2 separate regions of the Hordeum vulgare genome follow, and region 2 is linked to region 1. Evidence: chromatin contacts called from public Hi-C data. All regions are on one chromosome and are shown on one strand. The core of a region is the stretch at or near the end of the contact, and the rest is flanking DNA. Distances in the headings are between cores, read along the strand shown.

Region 1 (4,515 bases), core at 1,238-3,737:
GACGGACCCTACCATGTCGTCCCGCGCGCCCGTCCAATCCAGCTCCTGTGCAGATGCGCCCCGCCACCTGACAAGATCCATCACGCAGGCACGGCGGCACGGGCCACCCGAACCAGCAAGCGACCAACGAGGATTCGATTCACGCTGTGGGCTGGGCGAGCGGGCGTACGAACCAGATAGATAGATAGATATATAGAAGATGGATAGATGCATGCGCGGACTCTTTCTTCTTCCACATCGCAATTTCTACTCCAGACTTCAGATTATCTACAAATAAAACTAGCAACAGCCTTTGCTGCTGACAACTAGTATGGACTGTCCACCAAGCAAACAAAGCCTTCTTGCACACAGGAACGCCACTTCTACTCCAGCTCACTATTACTGCAGCATGCCTGCCCTGCTATCTCGCCAATCCTTTTCCTTGAAACACACTCCTGCTACTGTGTTCTCTACTTGTACTTCAACATTTTGCTGAGATCACAACATGTCAAGATATGGTGGTATAGCATGGGCTAGCCGCCGAATGTTCGACCATCACTGAAAAACATGGTACTCTAGCTGCGAATCCTGGCGTGGTTGGTACTCTAGCTGCGAAACATGGGGCAGATGATCCAGGTCTACATCCTGCCTCGAGGGCTGCTGGTTCAAGGCTGAAAAGTGCCAAACGCAGGCAGCACAGCTCGTCAGCAGAATTTGAACTTTTTTTGCAGCAAGCATTCCCATGCTATTTTGTGTACTTCCTTGTATACCGTCAGTCATACTGCGTGATGTGAGCATACTACCAGAGAAGAAGACTCGAGGCATGTTTCCAAATATACTTCAACTTGGATTGCAGCAGCGGACACCGGATTTTGGACAATTATAGCAGCAGCTTCAGGCCATATGCATGCACATGCGCCACTCCTTCCCACAAGATTACAAGGTCGTATTTACGAGCGCGGACGCAAGTCGAAGAAGAGCAATCCAAACAGCAACTGAACCAGCAAACATGAAACGGAAATGGCAAGCCAGGAGAAGAAGAGTCACAACTGGGAAAAGATCTGGCACGGCAAGGTCGGAATTTTTAAGCTTTAATTAATCGATGAAAGGAGTCGCGGCCCCAAAAGAGAACGAACCAACCCCCCTCTTCCTTTCAAGAAGGGAGCAAAAATTACAACAGCGCCGGCGCCGGCGCCGTCGCCGGCGAAGAACGACACGGCAAACACCTTACTATGAAACTAGAACAGCCAAGAAAGGACGGCGATACAGCGACGGCGGTGGCGGCGATAGTAGTCGTAGGTAGGTTACTTAGGCCCTGTTCGGTAACCCACAAGCTACCGGAATCTGCGGAGCTGGGAAACTACAGCTCTCATATTTGAACTACAGCTCTGCCAACTCTGCTCCCAGAGCCTGGAGTGGAGCGTCTCCGAACAGAGCCTGACGCCGGGAGGCGCGCGCAGAGGTGGATGCTGAGGGTCACTCGGCCGGCGCCGCCGCGGACGCGGCCATCCTGGGGGAGCTGACGGGGAAGAGCGGCAGGAGGCGCGGCGGCTCGGCGCCACGCGGCGATGGGTGGAAGAAGAAGCCCTTGTCGGCGATGGCCGCGCGCTCTGCGGCGTCCCCCGAGGACGAGGCCGGCGAGGGGTAGAAGGGGTCGCCGGTGAGCGGGGTGACCGGGCTGAGCTTGAGGGACGGGAAGTCGAGGACGCTCGGCGAGAGGATCTCCGGCGCGGCGGAGGCGTTCCTCGTCGACGGCGACGGCGGCGCCCCCATGGCCAGCGGTGCGATCATCTTGAGGTTCTTGAGACTGCTCCGCCGCTCGTACAGCTTGAAGGACGGCTTCTTCGGGCGGCACGGGCCGCTCCCGCTCCCGCTCCCGCTCGCCGCCTGGTTCCCGGCGCTGCCGCTGCCCGCCGCGGCGGCGTTCTTGGAGGACTGCTCGGAGCCGGTGAGCATCTGGACGACCTGCTTGAAGGAGGTGGTGTCGGCCTGGACGAAGGTGGTGGGGAAAGGGGTGGTCTCGATGGTGCGGGGGACGGGCCTGGGGGAGGGCGGAAGGTTGTGCGGCGGCTGGGCGCGGTGGTAGGGGTGGGACGGCGAGGTGGAGGAGGAGGAGGAAGAGGAGGTGGACGACGACGGGGAGTTGGGGTCCTGCGGAGGCATCGGGAGGAACTGCTTGGTGCACGGCTCCATTGAAGCCTTGTGTCTGCGTATGGTTATGGGATGGGATGGGATGTGTGAGCTTCTCGGGGGCGAGGAGGAGATGGAGATGGAGATGGAGGAAGAGGATTTGAAGCGAGGAAAAAGGGTGGGGAGGTTGGTTAAGAAGAGAGAGGGGAGGGGAGAGGGGGGGAGGGAGGTTAGAGATGCATTGTTGTTTGGTGTGAACTTGACTTTGGACGGATGCTTTCACGTCCGTTACTTCAGCTTTTGTGCCTTTTCTTGCTGGGGTTTCTCAATTTTCTCTCGTCTTTTTCCTCTTTCTTTTCCACATATACGCACTCGGCTGTGTTGGCCAGTGTGCTGCTGGTGCGGCATCATTTGTAGACACATCCTCAACGGGCGACGCTAGCCGCCGGTCGACCGGCGCAAGCCCCGACCGATCGCGGCACAGCCGCATGATCGAACAAACACGGACCGTTGGATACCCTCTTCTCCCCTTTTATCATGAATGAAATAAACAAAAAGAAAAACTAATTGCAGTTGCTTCGCTCCCTCTCCTTCCAATTCAGCCTGGTCCTAGATCGTGTTGTTGCTGCCCAGCGCTAGCCGCGTCGCCGGCACGCCGCCCACCTGTGACGCTAGCCGTCCGTCGACCACCGCCAACCTCAGGCGATCGCGGCACAAACGTATCCCCGACCTGCAACAAACTCATTGTACATCGACCACCGGGGTCATCGACGAGCGACATGGCCTGAACCAAAGCACCGATGAAAACAACCACACGACTTTGTAGCATCCTTACACGCCAGATGCATCACGCTCCACCTTGTGATGCTCGGTCACCGTTCTCGTCCTCGTCGATTAGCTCGCATTGTCTTGTTTGCAGCACACGCCAACAACCGTTCCAACACTCTCGTCGGTTGGTTCCAGGATCCTATGTTGGTAACATCCTTGTCGAATGCGGCTTGGCATCGTGCCAGTTACAACTGCATCGACCATCTGTCACAGCTCAATGTCGTGCGAGATGCAACTGTGTCTGGCGTCAGCCACATCTTTCACTCGTGACGGATGCAGCTTGGGCTGCTCGACGATGTGCCACGCTGCCCTTGCAACACCGTGCCCCTGCCTATGTCGCATGTAGCTAGCCGGCCTTGCGACAACTAGAAGAAGAGCCATGGTGGAGGTAGTTCGGAGGAAGGAGATGGTGCGCTTGGGAAGAACGAGAGTAACACACATGACAATGTTGTTGGAGATATGCTCTAGAGGCAATCATGTGATGATGATATTTTCGTATGTATTCATGAGCCTTCTGTATTGTCCTTGAACTTCATCACCGATATGTATCAATAAGTATGTGACTTGTTTGTGAAACTACATATTGTATGATGATCGTTCTAATGGTCCCTGGTTGATAAGGTCATGTAGACACATATCCTTTGACTACTTTACGATTCAGTTGATGACTATTGATGGTGTCCTAGACTAGGGGGTACTAACCTAGTCGGCCTAGGCTCCTCGGATTGGGCCGACGAGTCCTCCTCTTTCTCAATATGGACTCCGAAAGCTCCACGATGGGGCATGATCGGGACTGCATCTGTCGAAGGCTTGACGTACACTCCAAGACTTCTCCTGCCACCTCCATGCCAAGATACCGACCTTGTGACCCTATATACCCTACTCTGTGTGTATATAAGCCACAGGGTTCGCCCGTAGAAGGGATATACATCAACACAATATCATTCATCTAGCCTTAGGGTTAGAACACTACTTATGATCTCGAGGTAGATCAAGCTTGTACTCGATACTTCATCATCAATATCAACAAGAGTATGGCATAGGGTTTTACCTCCATCAAGAGGGACCGAACCTGGGTAAACATCGTCTCCTTGTTCCTGTTACCATCCGTTCGAGATCCACAGCTCAGGACCCCCTATCCCGAGGTTTGTCGGTTTTCAAACTGACACTAGTACTTTCATTGAGAGTTATGCTCTGAGATCGACAAAAGGGTCGATGGCTCATGTGCAGATTAACTACGTCAACGACTACGGGAATGTTTACGTCCTCGGGCAACTTTTCGTGTTCGATAGCATGACCTTCGACGCCGATTCAACCGGCCATCTGGCCTCCGTTGAGAACTACGCCCCGGATGAGATCGTGACCTTTGGAGGCCTAGAATACACCACGGATTCCCAAGGAGAGCTCATTCTGTCAGGCTGGACGCTCGATCGGGTGGAGGAGCTACCCGACACGAGAGGATCGACTTCGGAACCGATCTCCTTCGAGGACATCGGGCCAGAAGCATTAGTATAGCCACAAAACTCCAACGTACTGATTCTGGATGATCTCCCCACAAACCACGGTCCAGATCCAGGC
Region 2 (4,515 bases), core at 1,021-3,520, 180 kb after region 1:
CAAATAAGCTTTGCAGGACAAATGCAAGCCGATCACATGCAGTTTCAGTAAGAGGAGCAAGCCATGATCGTGCAGCCGCGCGTGCTATCTCAGCAGCTGCCTCAGTCATCCCACTGCTTCCACCTCTTCCAGCATGGGCAAGTAATATGTTCGCAACCTGATGACACCAACATCCCAATTTCAGCTAACTTACTCAAAATGATGTACCTACAAACTTCCAATCTAAATTGTACCTTCTCTCTTGACACCTGTGGGCACTCCATGGAATATGTCGCACAGCGGAATTCGTGCATTACTCTCTCAAAAGCCGCACCACCATACAGCTTAAGGCTGGAGTTGGGAGGTTTTACAGGAACACTGGTGCCAGGCCAGCTGTTAATACCACTGTGAATTTGCTCCTCTTCAGTAGTTTTCCCCCACACCTCTGGGGCTGGATCAGCTGCTCCATCAAGTAATGCACGCTTCCATACAAAAAATATAGTGCCAGTTAGCTCCAGTACAAAAAATAGCAACCTAATTACAAAGAAATGTTATGCAAGGACAGATTGTGCTTTGTTTACATACCAAATGGGTGCAGATAGAAGCAGCATGAAGCATTGCCGATCTTCTCAGCTGAGAGACGTCAGAGGTTGCTTGCAGTTTGGAGTCCAGTCTGGATAGGTCCATCGAGACATCACTGCATCTCTGCTCCAACAATGCTAGGGTGGCTGGAGCTGCTTCTTTGTACCTCTTCTGAAGTTCAGACTCCAGATACTTCCTGAGGCAGCTAAACCCAATGTACGGAGCAAACTTGTCTTCATTGAAACCCCCTTTCACACCATCACGCAAGTGTCGCAGCACATCAATATCTACCTGACATATTTGCCGCCGGAACTCGTCATTGGAGATGGTTCCTCGGTCCTTTGGAAGAGCCACAAAGAATGGGTGGATATTGTCCCCAAGGTAACCGCTTGCGCTCAGGTAGCTATCGACCTCCCACCTTTCGGTAAATTCCTTGAAATGATCAAAACAGGCAACAATATCGTAAGACACGATACCAATTTCATTTCAGTAAATTCCTTGAAATGATCAAAATAGGCGACAACATCATAAGACACAGTACCAATTTCATTTCACAATTTACAGTGAAGAAGCTATTGAACCTCACAGTGTACTGATTGTTCTGCAGGCTGGCAAGCATACCTTGAGTCGGTTGTCAAACTTGGAGATGACTATCATGGTGCGCCTGAAAGTGGGATCGATCTCTCTGATTGCATCGAGCCAGAGCGAAGAGCACCACTCGACGCTGCTCTGCTGGAGGAACAGAATGAGGCGGTGGGGCGGGCTCGCTAGTGTCTTCACCATCGACAGGATCTCCTCAGGCGTCCTCTCCGGCTCACCTTTCTTGGCCTACAGCGGTCAGGAATTCCATCAACCAGCTGACAAACAGACCAAACAACCACTGCACTTTGTTGGGAAGTGGAAGCCCACAATTCACCGCTGCCTACCTTAAGCACGAAACCTGGGGTGTCGATGATGGTGAGGTTGGGGCAGTGCGCGTACTCGGCCCTCATGACGATGGGCTTGGGCGAGACGGCGGCCTTGATCGTCCGTAGGTGCGACTCGGTGCGCTGCTTGATGAGGTCGGCTATGGCCGCGGCCTGCACCATGGGGTGGCCGTACTCCTCCGAGTCCTCCTCCTGCGATGCGCCGCACAACCCACGCTAATCAGCCGCTCGCACGCGTTTACCAGGAGCACCAGACTCGATCTGTGAGGGGAACGAAGGGGGGGAAACCCTAGAAGAGGTGAAGCGGGGCAGTGCACGCACCTGGAAGCGGCAGCGGGGATCGAGGGCGGTGGGGTCGTGGACCATCTGGAGGACGAGGGGGCGGCGGGTGCCCATCTCGACCTCCCGGACGTTGAAGCGGAAGCCGAGGAGCGCCTCCAGGAGCGAGCTCTTGCCGTCCGACTGGCCCCCTATCGCCACTATCTCCGGAATCGGGAGCTTCTCCCCGAACGCCACGGCCGCCGCCTGCAGCCGGTTGTAGGCCTCGAACCGGGCCTTGGTGTCCGACGCGGCGGCGGCCGCCGCCGCCGCGGCCGAGGCCGAATCCGCCACGGTTCGGCGGGCGGACGGGGAAGGGGTGGCCTTGGGGTTCGGCGTCCTGCCCGCCGCCGGAGAGAGGAGGGCGTTGGTCGCCATGGGTGGGGGAGCCAGTGGAAGCGGAGACGGCGGGGTTTGAATTTGAAATGCCGGAGAGGTGTGGGAAAGGGTTGCAGAGTACAGGCTGTAGTGCGAGACAGCGAGAGCCGTTTGGGATCGTGATATTTCTTTATATTATACAGGAGATGGGCCGATCTCGAATCGTGTCTTCGACGCCTCCTCGGCTCCTCCCTCCTGATCGCATCGAGGTCACGGGTCCAGCCCATCCAACCGTTGAAAGTGGACTTGTGTATTCAAGGTACAAGCCCAGTAGCCCACAAAGAACTATTACTCCCTAATCTCAACGCCGATCCCTAAATCAGGACACCGTACAGGTCTACGGACTGTATGGAACGGTTGAAACCAGTCCATAAACAATGATGCAAGAGCCAATCATCCAAAGATGTCTCTTAAATGTCCGCTCAAGTTTAATTATTTTGAATTCAAATCTGCCCGATCACGTAGCGTGCGCTGACCACAAACCAAAAAGAGACAAATATGCATAGATTTTACATGCCCGGTCATAAAAAATATCGTACCGGCATTCAATGCATAAAATAGATGTTTGCCTTGCCCGACCGGCAATCTAAGCCTCCACGCTCACTGTGTCGTTGCCGCCTTCTCGATCGTCCCTTTCTCTCCCTCTCGAGATAACCATTTGTGTGCTTCAATATCCTAAGACTGGCGGCTTTCATGATTAGTCTGGCATCATCATATAATTCCTCCATTTAAAAGGTCAATATCTTCGCATCCTCCAAAGTGGTGCAATCTTAATCTTCTTCTCATCGAGCATGGCTTTCTTCTCTCCAAGCTTGAGCTTTCTCTCGGTTGCCGCCATCGATATGGTAAACCTCTCGGCCTTACATGCCTCCTTGATGTCAGGGCTCTTGACAAATGCCTACTCCTTCTTCGCTAACATGTCCTTGTACCTCTCCATCATCTTGGTTGTCGCCCTTCTCGCTTCGCCTTCTCCTCCTCCCACTTCTTTCCTTGAAACACTCTTCTAACCTTTTTGGACGACTCTTTTGTTGGGTTGGTTTGATCACGTGTTTCTTTCTCGGTGTCCATGTCGACGGTCATGACGGAGTTAGCAATGAATACATTTCATTTGGGTTGCCCATTCAATTTCAACCAACAGGGCAAGACAACAAAGTTCTTCTTCTTCAACTTCATGAACAAATTGCATGCGCGAGAAGGCTAAAGAGTAAAACATTGTCAACAAGTTACATATCTGATTTGGCCAGGTGACCAAAATATAGAGCATATTCGTCCAACAAGTTACATATCCGAGCAACAATTTACATACCCGAGCAACAATTTACATACCCGCCCAAAATATCAACACATATGACAACCTACTTGCTCGGAGATTTGCGCACCACTTGGTCATTGTCCGATGAGTTGCTTCAAGTGGCAACAATACTTGGACACTGACTCTTGGATGATGTACCATCGGTGGTTTGAGAGAATTCACCCACGGTTGCGAATGAGTTCGTCGGCGTAGGGCTCGAAATGTTTGTGTTCGTGGAACCAAGTGTGAATGTAGGCCCAAAATGTTGAGCCTTTTTGCTCTTTATCATGGATTGGATCGATGGTAGTGGCCACCATACATGACACAACAACTCGTCCTCCCTCATGTTGAAGCTTTCTCCCCTATCCTTTTTCTTTGGATCAGTAGCAAATTGAGTCGGATCAAGGTCGTCATCGCCCTCCTCCTCCTCCTCCTGCTAGCCGGTGGCCAAATATAGCTATGTGTACGTGCCGACTACATGCCTGATTGGGTGTACGTGTCTGGCTGCGTGGACTCCGAGTCATCCAGTACGTATGAGACTTGATGTACGTGCCTGGATGCATGCCTGACTAGGTGTATGTGCCCGGTTGCATGGATTCTGAGTCATCCACCTACATGTCCTTGAAGCAGCCTCCACATCCACCTCAATGCCGGGCCCGTGAGCGAAAAAGCTGCGACGATGCAGACGCTCGGAAAAGCAGTGGTGCCGCATTGATTCGACACAATAAGGAACGTGCCCAATGACAGATGTCGGGGCCTGCATATAAAGCTGATGGGCGGTGTTAGGGAGCCTTGTATTGCTCCGTCCAGGACAACGTTTGCACGGACACCTACGGCGACGACGGCCCGTGTCCCTGGCCTCACCCTGCACCACGCCCGCCCTTTGCACGTCCATCGCCGCGACCACCACCTCCGTCGGCTTTCCCTTCTTGGTCGGTTCCGCCTTTTCCTTATGTCTGAGCAAGCGATCTTGAAGTGTCACCGAGTTGATCTTGCAGGCGGTCGTCGCCGGATCCTCAACCATAGTCTCTGACAAGCTTT

The links. Hi-C and Micro-C count contacts between places; a contact is called where the count stands out from the background.
Region 2: a contact with region 1 is called in a Hi-C map of leaf, with 6 times the contacts expected there. The contact joins the promoter of LOC123444398 here to the promoter of LOC123440246 in region 1. A contact is called at or near these places in 4 of 6 Hi-C or Micro-C datasets (leaf and seedling) and 1 of 1 datasets of contacts at active chromatin or transcription factors (embryo).

What each region holds. Positions count from the first base shown.
Region 1 is chr3H:484,604,675-484,609,189 of MorexV3_pseudomolecules_assembly, forward strand. LOC123440246 (VQ motif-containing protein 4-like) reads right to left here and starts at 2,488. Exons shown (of 1, transcript XM_045116827.1): 1 at 1,055-2,488. The coding sequence starts at 2,172. The coding sequence ends at 1,456.
Region 2 is chr3H:484,784,465-484,788,979 of MorexV3_pseudomolecules_assembly, forward strand. It overlaps LOC123444398 (dynamin-related protein 5A), which reads right to left and starts at 2,271. Exons shown (of 8, transcript XM_045121098.1): 1 at 1,809-2,271; 2 at 1,488-1,679; 3 at 1,183-1,389; 4 at 565-993; 5 at 234-461; 6 at 1-157. The coding sequence starts at 2,183.